Linked DNA regions of Bos taurus: region 2 is linked to region 1. Evidence: chromatin contacts called from public Hi-C data. All regions are on one chromosome and are shown on one strand. The core of a region is the stretch at or near the end of the contact, and the rest is flanking DNA. Distances in the headings are between cores, read along the strand shown. Region 1 has its middle 19 kb from the start of ZNRF3. Region 2 overlaps ZNRF3 (zinc and ring finger 3).

Region 1 (4,609 bases), core at 484-2,983:
GCTTTTGAATATGCTATCTAGGTTGGTCATAACTTTCCTTCCAAGGAGTAAGTCTCTTTTAATTTCATGGCTGCAATCACCATCTGCAGTGATTTTGGAGCCCCAAAAAATAAAGTCTGACACTGTTTCTACTGTTTCCCCATCTATTTCCCATGAAGTGATGGGATTGGACGCCATGATCTTCATTTTCTGAATGTTGAGCTTTAAGCCAACTTTTTCACTCTCCACTTTCACTTTCATCAAGAGGCTTTTGAGTTCCTCTTCACTTTCTGCCATAAGGGTGGTGTCATCTGCATATCTGAGGTTATTGATATTTCTCCCGGCAATCTTGATTCCAGCTTGTGCTTCTTCTAGTCCAGCGTTTCTCATAATATACTCTGCATATAAGTTAAATAAGCAGGGTGACAATATACAGCCTTGACATACTCCTTTTCCTATTTGGAACTAGTCTGTTGTTCCATGTCCAGTTCTAACTGTTGCTTCCTGACCTGCATACAGATTTCTCAAGAGGCAGGTCAGGTGGTCTGGTATTCCCATCTCTTTCAGAATTTTCCACAGTTTATTGTGATCCACACAGTCAAAGGCTTTGGCATAGTCAATAAAGCAGAAATAGATGTTTTTCTGGAACTCTCTTGCTTTTTCCATGATCCAGCGGATGTTGGCAATTTGATCTCTGGCTTCTGCTTTCTAGACCTTTCCAAAAGATGACTCATAGAGATAAGAGCTGAGATAATATACTTCTAACTCTTACCAGTGGTTCTCTCAGGATGCATGTGTGGGGACAGGTTGTATGACATTGTTCTTGTTCAGTCACTAAGTCGTTGTCCAACTCTTTGTGACCCCATGGACTGCAGCACACCAGGCTTCCCCGTCCTCCACTATCTCCCAGAGTTTGCTCAAACTCATGTCCACTGAGTCAGTGATGCCATCCGACCATTTCATTGTCTATCGCTCCTTCTCCTCCTGCCTTCAATCTTTTCCAGCATCAAGGTCTTTTCCAATGAGTCGGCTCTTTGCATCAGGTGGCCAAAGTATTGGAGCTTCAGCATCAGTGCTTTCAATGAATATTCAGGGTTGATTCCTTTAGGATGTATGACATTACTTGTTTAGTTGATAAGTCACGTCAGACTCGTTGTGACCCCATAGCCTGCAGCCTGCCAGGCTCCTCTGTCCTTGGGATTTCCTAGGCAAGAATACTGGAGTAGATTGCCATTTCCTTCTCCATCTGACATTACTTGCTAAGATAAAATTACTTTAGCATAGGAATAATTTACCATGAACCTAGATTTATTTTGTCACTAGAAAAAAATAAAGCCAAAGAGCAATTTAAACTAACATTACATAACAGGCATCAAATAGTGAAATAGATCGTTCTTTGACGAAGCTTTGTGAAGACATGTCCAAGAACATATTTTTCACTAAACCTTTCCCATCATCACATCCTTAGACTCTGTTTCAACTATTTCTTTCTAATTTATGATGAACTGCAGCAAGTAGGGAGATTTGGTCTCTGGGCTGGACACTGTTGGTGCCCTGCCCACTGGTACACCCACTTCCCAGCTGTTGTGGGTGTTGGCTGCTAAAAGCTCATGGCTCCATCCTTCTCTGGAGGATTCTCTTAGCTAACAGGAGCTGCCCTGCCAGGAGATGCCTGAGAGGTTACACACACGGCCCGGGTGGCCCTTGGCCAATGATTGACTAACAGGGTGGGGTTTAAAGTCCGGCTCCCTGGCCTCAGGGCAGGACAGACTCTGCAGTGTAATAAATACCCCCGAGCTCCCTGTGGGATCAGGCTGTGGTTAGACCTCTCCTGAAAGCACGCATCTGCTCAGTTTCCTCCCTGGCTCTGTCCTGCTTCTTTCAGTTCCTCCCATGTTCCTCCCTAGGGTCCTTCCTCAATAAATCTCTTGCACTAGAATCTCTGGCTGTCCCAGTCTCTGAGCGGGCTCCCTTTGTCCAGCACCCACCTGAGCCATCTGTGATTGGGGGGTGGAGCGGGGTGCAGAGTTAGGCAGCCAGGGAAGAGCTGGGGAGTGATGTTGTGGTTGGATCAGGGGGTCCCCGGGAGGGGCAGCCATAAAGAAGGAGGAGATAACTCATCCAAGAGGGGAAGTGGGATCTTAGGTTAGGTCTGTCTGACTCTAAAGCCTGAGTTTGTAACTATGACCTTGGACTCCTCTTCACTCTCTGCCCATACTTTCTAAAGTTTTGAACAGCAACTTTCCTGAAAACCCTAAAGGGGGTCTCCTTCATCCACGCAGCTTCTAAAGCATTGCTGCAAGTTGTATGCCCAAGAGGGCGCTGCCCCGCCAGGACTGTCCTGTGGCTGAGGAACCGGCCCACTTTGACTCAGCCCAGACACCAGACCAGCAGGTCGGCAGGGAAGCAATGGTGTTGGGACAACAGACTCTTTGTACGGGAAGAAAACAGGATCGGCTCACTCTGTCCCATCAGACCATGAACGAATTTCAGATGCATCAAAGCTCCCTCTGTGGAACATGAAACCTTACAATTTTGGCAGAAATTTTAACAAACATATTTGGAACATCAGAATGGAATGGATCTCTTAAAGAAGATGCAAAAACTGCAGACTGTTAAGGAAAAGATGGTTAAATCTGACTGTATCAAGATTAAAAGCATCTGTGTGACAAATCCCATGGTAAAGGGAAAAGTGACTGTGACCGTTTCTGACTTACTACTGGGGAGTCAGAAATGTGGAGAAAGCCCATCTAGAGCCTGTGCTCCGCAACAGGAGAGTAGCCTCTGTGTGCCGCAACTGGAGAAAGCCCGTTGGCTTTCAGAGGGCATTCAGAGGAGGAAACAATTTCTGGGCAAAAGTTACATTAGTGGAACCTTGCAGGTGACAGGAGGGTGAGGCGGGGAATGTGGGGAGGGCATCAGAGTCTGATGGAACGGGATTTCTTTCCTTGCTTCCTGAACAGAAAGCTTGACGTTGGCCTCTTGACTCTGTCAGCCTTCCCGAAATTGATCTACAGCTTTGTGCTGCAACAAAGACCCAGAGCAGCTGAAAGCAATTGATTAATTAAATGCTGGAGAGGGTGTGAGAAAAGGGACCCTCCTGTACTGTTGGTGGGAATGTAAGTTGGTGCAGCCACTATGAAAACCAGTATGAAGTTTCCTCAAAAAATTAAAAATAGAGCTATCATAAAATCCAGAAATCCCACTCCTGGGCATCTATCTGGAAAAGATGAAAACTCTAATTCAAAAAGACACATGCACCGCAATGTTCAGGGCAGCACTGTTTACAAGAGCCAAGACCTGGAAACAACTGAAGTGTCCATGGACAGATAAATGGGTGAAGAAGATGTGGTCCATATACGCAACGGAATATTACTCAGCCGTAAAAAAAGAATGATATATTGCCATTTGCAGCTACATGGATGCACCTAGAGATTGTCATACTGTGTAAAATAAGTCAGAGAAAGACAAATATCATCTGATATCAGTTATGTATGGAATCCTAAAAATTAAATACAAGTGAATTTATTTACAAAACAGAGACAGACTCACAAACATAGGAGACAAACTTATGATCACGAAGGGGAAAGGGGGAGGGATAGATTAGGAGTTTGGGATTAACAGAAACTCCCTGCTGTAAACAACAAGGACCTGCTGTATGGCACAGGGAACTATATTCAGTATCTTGTAATAACCTATAATGGAAAGAATCTGAAAAAGAAGGGCTTCCCTGATGGCTCAGTGGTAAAGAATCCGCCTGCCAATTTAGGAGACATGGGTTTGATCCCCGATCTGGGAAGATCCCACACACCATGGAGCCACTAGGCCCAGGTGCCACAGTTACTGAGCCTGTGCTCTGGGGCCCGGAGAACCACAGCGACTGAAGCCCATGGGCCCCAGAGCCCGTGCTCTACAACAAGAAAATTCACAGCAATGATAAGCCCGCACCCCACGACTAGAGGCTAGACCCCACCTGCCACAACCGGAGAAAAGCCCACGCAGCAGTGAAAACCTAGCACAGTCAGAAATAAACATGAGTACAAAATTTTAAAAAGAATCTGTGAAGGAATGTATGTATCGCTTTGCTGTACACCTGACATTAACACAACATTGCAAACCAACCGTCCTTCAATAAAGGAGGTTTCCGTTGGCATCGTGGAGCCGTGAGACAAGCGCGCGGCTGCCCCGCTCCGGACTTCCAGTTACAGGAGAAGAATAAGACCTCTATCTGGCTAAGCCATTGTAAGCTGAGCTTTCTGTTAAACGGGCCAAACCGATTCCTAGTTTATTCAAGGCCTGAGAGAGCAAGATATGTTAAGCTGGGGAGCTCCAAGTGGTTCAGGGGACTCAAGAAAGGGGGGCTGTAGAGATGACGAGGCTGGAGACATGTTCAGGGACGGGATCACAAAGGGCCTTTGAAGTCTTGCCTAGGGATTTGGGCTTTATCCTGGAGGCTTTTGTTCCTTAAACCTGGATAATGTATAAATGGACTTTTTTTAAAAAAGGAAAACACTTCTTCCTGACCCTCTCCTTGCCACATTATTCACTAAGTGCTTTTATTATAATGCAGAAACATAACACTAGGTATAAGCACCTTATAGAACTATAAAACCACATTTGCAAATAAAAA
Region 2 (5,187 bases), core at 2,322-4,821, 140 kb after region 1:
GTGCTGAAGGGCTTACCGCACACCAGGCGCTTTCTCGTCTCGTCTGTTAGCATCATCCCCGTTGTGCAGGTGCTCACAGTCAGAGATGGGGAGGTGAGCCGGATTTTTTTTTCTTTAAACACCAGCAGTGCTAAAAGAACCCGGGTCAGCCACCCATTCCCAAGTCACCTTCTAGCTACTGTTCTTCCTCAGGGCCACCGTGGTTGGGGGGGTGTCATCAAACCCCTCCCCGGGCTGAGGGGCACCTGGCAACTCTGCCCAAGGTGGGCTGGGGGAGAGGTGTGGTTCTGTTGCTGCTATAAATGACTTTGGTGTAAAGTTAAGAGACGATGAAACAATATCACTCAAGTCCTAATACAAGTCACAGATACAAGGAATCACGACAGTAGGGTACACAGGGGAGGACCAATGTGAAACAAGCTTGGCAGATCCTTAAGAACCACACAGTGAGGCTGTACCGCCTGTGAGCCCGCACCGCCTAAAGACCAGTGGACCGACCTCCCGAACGAACGGCTTCTGACTGAGACAGTCATGAGCTCTCAAAGCAGCTAACCTGTACATAAGCAGGACGTTCCACCCTGCCACCCCACTTCATGTCGACTGTGTGAGCTGCACAGCATTTGTAAAGGGAGTTTTAAAGAGCAGGGAGTCTAGCTGGGTTAGGATAAGAGATACCTGGAACTTCATTGTGGGGTTGGGAAATAGAATACTTACTTAAGGTGTTAGTGGGTGGGGCTTCCCCAAGGCTCATGCCTACCAACACAGGAGACACAAGAGATGCAGGTTTGATCCCTGGGTTGGAAAGATCCCCTGGAGGAGGCAATGGCAACCCACTCCACTATTCTTGCCTGGGAAATTCCATGGACAGAGGAGCCTGGCAGGGTACAATCCGTGGGTTTGCAAAGAGTCAGACACGACTGAGTGCACACACACATAAACTGTTAGTGGACTACCATTCATGTCTGTACGCATCTCCATCAGGCTTGACTTTTGGAAACCCCTAGGATACCATGTGGAGAAGGCAATGGCACCCCACTCCAGTACTCTTGCCTGGAAAATCCCATGGACAGAGGAGCCTGGTGGCCTGCAGTCCATGGGGTTGCGAAGAGTCGGATACGACTGAGTGACTTCACTTTCACTTTTCACTTTCATGCATTGGAGAAGGAAATGGCAACCCACTCCAGTGTTCTTGCCTGGAGAATCCCAGGGACGGGGGAGCCTGGTGGGCTGCCGTCCATTGGGTCGCACAGAGTCGGACACGACTGAAGTGACTTAGCAGCAGCAGGATACCATGAGTATTTCTCTAGCCTCGGATTATGGAGAGAAGCTGATGTCACATTCTCAGCTCCCCACAATACCACAGCTGTATCATGTAACCACTGGCTGTCCAGCTGTAAACCAGGAACAAGCCCCACCTCACCTGCAGACGTGCTGTGCAGGCTCAGGGCTGTCTGAAAGCACTCGTTGCCTCACCCTTACATAACAGGTTACTTTCCTTCTTTAGGTCTGATGCTCTGAGGCAGTCATGTCCCAAGACCAGGTCGGGGAGGCCCAGTTTCTACAGCTTCTGGCCACTCGAAGACAATCCAAGAGGAAGCCCCCTTCTAAATTGTTTCTGGGATCCCAGATCTCCCCCAAGATGGCCCTGTGCTGGCTTCCAGGACCTTGCAGTTCTCTCCTCCAGGATCCTCCTTCTGGGGCAGGGTACCCTGGCAGCACAGCCCTCTTCCCAAGGAGGGTGGGTGGACTTTGGCCTCGAGGCTGGGGTGACCCCTCGCATGTGCACAAGCTCGCCCCACCCCACCCCCGCCCCAAATGCAGGGTGGGCCTGGGGGTCAGCTTTCTCCATACCGAAACATTCCGACAATGAACTCCAAGGAGTTGGAGAAATTACAGTTAGAACCTGGCCTTTCAAGTCTCTATGAAGGTGTATATGTTAAGATATGTATGCGTGTGTGCATCCAACTCTGTGCATGGACTGCAGCCCGCCAGGCTCCTCTGTCCATGGAATTCTCCAGACAAGAATACTGGAGTGGGTTGCCACTTACTCCTCCAAGGGGTCTTCCGCCCAGGGATCGAACCGGAGTCTCCTGCATTGGCAGGCAGATTTCTTTACCACTGAGCCACCTGGGAAGCCCTCAAGATAGATGGTAGCATTTATTTTATTTAAAGGTTTGTTAGTTTCCCCCCAAGCCCCACAGATGGGACATGCAGAAATTCTGCATGGGACATGCAGAAATTCTTTCATGCAGATTCCCTTCCTCTTAATAAAAATAAGAAAACATACAATCAGACTATCCTAGGGTTTTTTTGTTTTTGTTTTCATTTTGCCTCCTGATTCAGGAATTCCTCTGCCTCATCAGCAGTTTTGCCTGGGATGCTAGTTACCTAGCTTCTGGACCTATCTGAGTTCAGCTGAACCAGGAGAGGCCTCGGAATGTGCCTCTGACAGGTACCCCAGAGGCTTCATGCAGCTCCTGACTCAGTGGTACCTCGGCCCTGTCTGAATTTTAAAACTGACTGAGAAACTCAGAAAAATCCTGCAGGGGGAGGCTCCCTGAAATAGGCATCTCCAGGGCAGGGGCCCAGGCCTGCAGGCTGCCCTGCACCCCACGACTTGCCAAGGTTGAGAAGCAAGTCTGCCAGGCTTGATGGTTCTCTCTGCGAGGAGCCCAGCCTTTGCTCTCCTAGTGGAAGGGAGCCTGTCGGGTCTTCAGTCTCTGCAGGCACTGTTGTTAAGCCCGATCCCGCCACCTAATTAACACTTGTTTATATTAAACAAGCGTTAGCTGCCGAATGCAGAGAAGGGGGTGGTCCTTTTTGAAGTTTCTAGTTGCTGACTTTATAAGATCTGGCCTCAAGTGGGGCTTCTGGAAACTCATCAACCCGACACAGCAGCTAACAAGTCCTTCGACAAGTTTCTGTCGCAGGCAAGGCCATCTCCCGAGGAACAACCCAACCTGCGGAGGTTCCCCCTCCCCCCCGCAACACCTCTTAACCCGGCAGCGCGGTGGCGCAGGAGGGCGTGGACAGCTTCCCGGGTTTGGGTGCTCCTCGTCAAGGTGTTAAAACAAAGAGGATCGTTGTGTTTCTTGGAACTGGTCTAAATGTCTCTGTTTAAGATCTAGGGAACCGCATTTCCGTTCGTTTTCTGCTCGTGAAGGGTACCAACCTGGTGATGGCGCCGTGACACGGCCGCGGCCCCCAGCCTCTCCTGCCGGTTCCTTTAATTAGGAGAAATTAAGTGGGGCTGCTACATATTTTGAGAATAAATAACACTATTTAAACGCAGGCAGCCTTAACCACTAACTTAACCGCTGAGTTCTCGCTGCTACATGTCTCCTAAGTAGATCGGCATAATCTTCACTAGGACTTAAAATGCATCACATTCGTTCCGGAGCTCGGAACCCGCAGCCGACGCGAGCCCCGGGAGGGCTTAATGACTTTAATTATGGCGAGAAATACCTTCTCCGGGCGGGAGGGGCGCGGCCGGCGGGGTGGGGTCAGAGGAGGCCGGATGGGAGCCCGGCTCCCCCCCCAACCCCCGCCCCCCCGAAGACGGCCCCGCGGCGTGGGGGGAGGGCCTCGGAGTTCTGAGCGGTGTTTGTGGCTTCGGCGCTTTGATCTCCGGCCAGGGAAACCTGGAAGGTCAGGCCGGGCTGCAGCCAAGCCCCGGAGCCTGGAGCCGGTGGAGCGGGCCGGGCCGCACCACCCACCCGGCTCCCCCATCCGCCTCCTCCCGCCCCCGGAAGGTGAGCCCGCTTGGCCGCCCGACACCCCCACTTCCCCACACCCACCCCCTCACTGGGTTGGAGCTGTTTTGCGTTGGTCTCCCTTTAGGCAGTGGATTAGGGTCTCCAAGTCGTGGCAGTAAACCAGACACATGCCCTGCAAATTTTGTTCAGTAACTACCCTATCTGTCCTACATACTGGAAACGAAACCAGGTTATTTTCTTAAGCTCTGTGCCCCTCCCCACCTCCTCTCCCTCCTAACCCTCCCCTGCAGAACCCCACCCCCCCCTCCCCGCCCCCGCAGAGCAGCAGGTGATTCCGCTGCCCGGTTAGAGTGTTAGGGTCTTTTTTTTTTTTTTGGTTTTTTTTTTTTTTCCTGGCCAATTCTTCTGACGCCCGCCCCCTCCTTGGCACCAGGCTTTTCTCACCGGTTACCCATGGGCGCCGGTGTGTGACCTCATTTCCTATGGAATGAAAGGTTTCTGTAGGAAAACAGGGCACTTGGTGAGACGGGCCTTGCAAGCCCCCTCGGCTGGCAAAGAGTGTCCCCTGTCGTGCGGTGACTCATGCTTCAGGGCGCAGCGGCGGACCAGAAAGCCCAAGAGCCCCGTGCCTGGGTGGTCACTCAGCCGAGAACACAGGGGAGGAGGAGGAAAGGAAAAAGTGAGGAGGGCAGCTTTAGAATCCACTTAGCGGTGTCCAGAGGGAGGGGCACGCAGGGACCTGGGGAGCTCTGGCTTGTTTGTGCTAGGATGGGACCAGCCAAGAGACTGGTGAGCATCAGGCAGGGTGTCTCCGCGTCTGGCTGGTGGTCTCTGTGTGTGGACAGGCCCCTGCCCCAGTGGCAGCCTGAGCAGGGCTTGTTAGGGGGCCCTGCGTTGCTGGCAGGGACCGTGCCTGGAGGTTCACGCCTCAGGTGGACGAGCCTCACAAGCCTGCACTTTTGGTCTCTCATGGCTCTGCCCAAGGGCATGTTTGAGTCTGGGGGTTTGGAATCTGCCGCCCGTTCTGGGATCTTGACAGCAGGGTGGGTGGGCAGCCCAGTGTCCACACGCTGCCCCTCTGTGTCATGCAGGCCAGTTTCTCCCATCAGTCTTCGAGGAGGAAGGAAAGCCAGGTTTTCCTAAGTGACGAGAGGACAGTGAAAATGCACATCTCCTGCCGTCTGTGCCCGCGCATGTACCTGGAGGTGGTGGTTTGCTCAGCTGTCCTCTGCTGAGAGTTGTCAGGGAGGCTTGCGCTCCTCCCAGGAGTAGAAGGGGAACATGCAACGAGTGCCCTGACATCAGAGACCTGCCCACAAGAGGCCTGGGACCCCATAAAGATCCCCAGTGAGGCAGAGCCACTCTCAGGGACTGGGGTGGAGGTTCCCCAGAGAGAATAATTCCTGAGTTAGAACCAACCACCAGTAGAAGGCCCGTACGCAAGCACTGCAGCAGAAGACCCGGCCGCGGC

Evidence for each region. A called contact is a pair of places that touch in the nucleus more often than the background predicts.
Region 2: a Hi-C map of liver shows a contact between it and region 1, with 5 times the contacts expected there. The contact joins two enhancer-like sites. A contact is called at or near these places in 7 of 11 Hi-C or Micro-C datasets (8-cell embryo, blastocyst, blood and 4 more).

The regions. Positions count from the first base shown.
Region 1 is chr17:68,237,693-68,242,301 of ARS-UCD2.0, forward strand. No RefSeq gene overlaps it. Among named protein-coding and RNA genes, the nearest start is that of ZNRF3, 19 kb to the right of the region's middle. Within about 2 kb of position 1,734, at least 31 of the 102 cell types and tissues checked have an H3K27ac peak or open chromatin away from gene starts, as enhancers often do. A contact at or near this core is called in liver and skeletal muscle, where this site is marked.
Region 2 is chr17:68,378,595-68,383,781 of ARS-UCD2.0, forward strand. The region is part of intron 2 of ZNRF3 (zinc and ring finger 3); the gene reads left to right. Among named protein-coding and RNA genes, the nearest start is that of C17H22orf31, 27 kb to the right of the region's middle. Within about 2 kb of position 3,572, at least 53 of the 102 cell types and tissues checked have an H3K27ac peak or open chromatin away from gene starts, as enhancers often do. A contact at or near this core is called in liver and skeletal muscle, where this site is marked.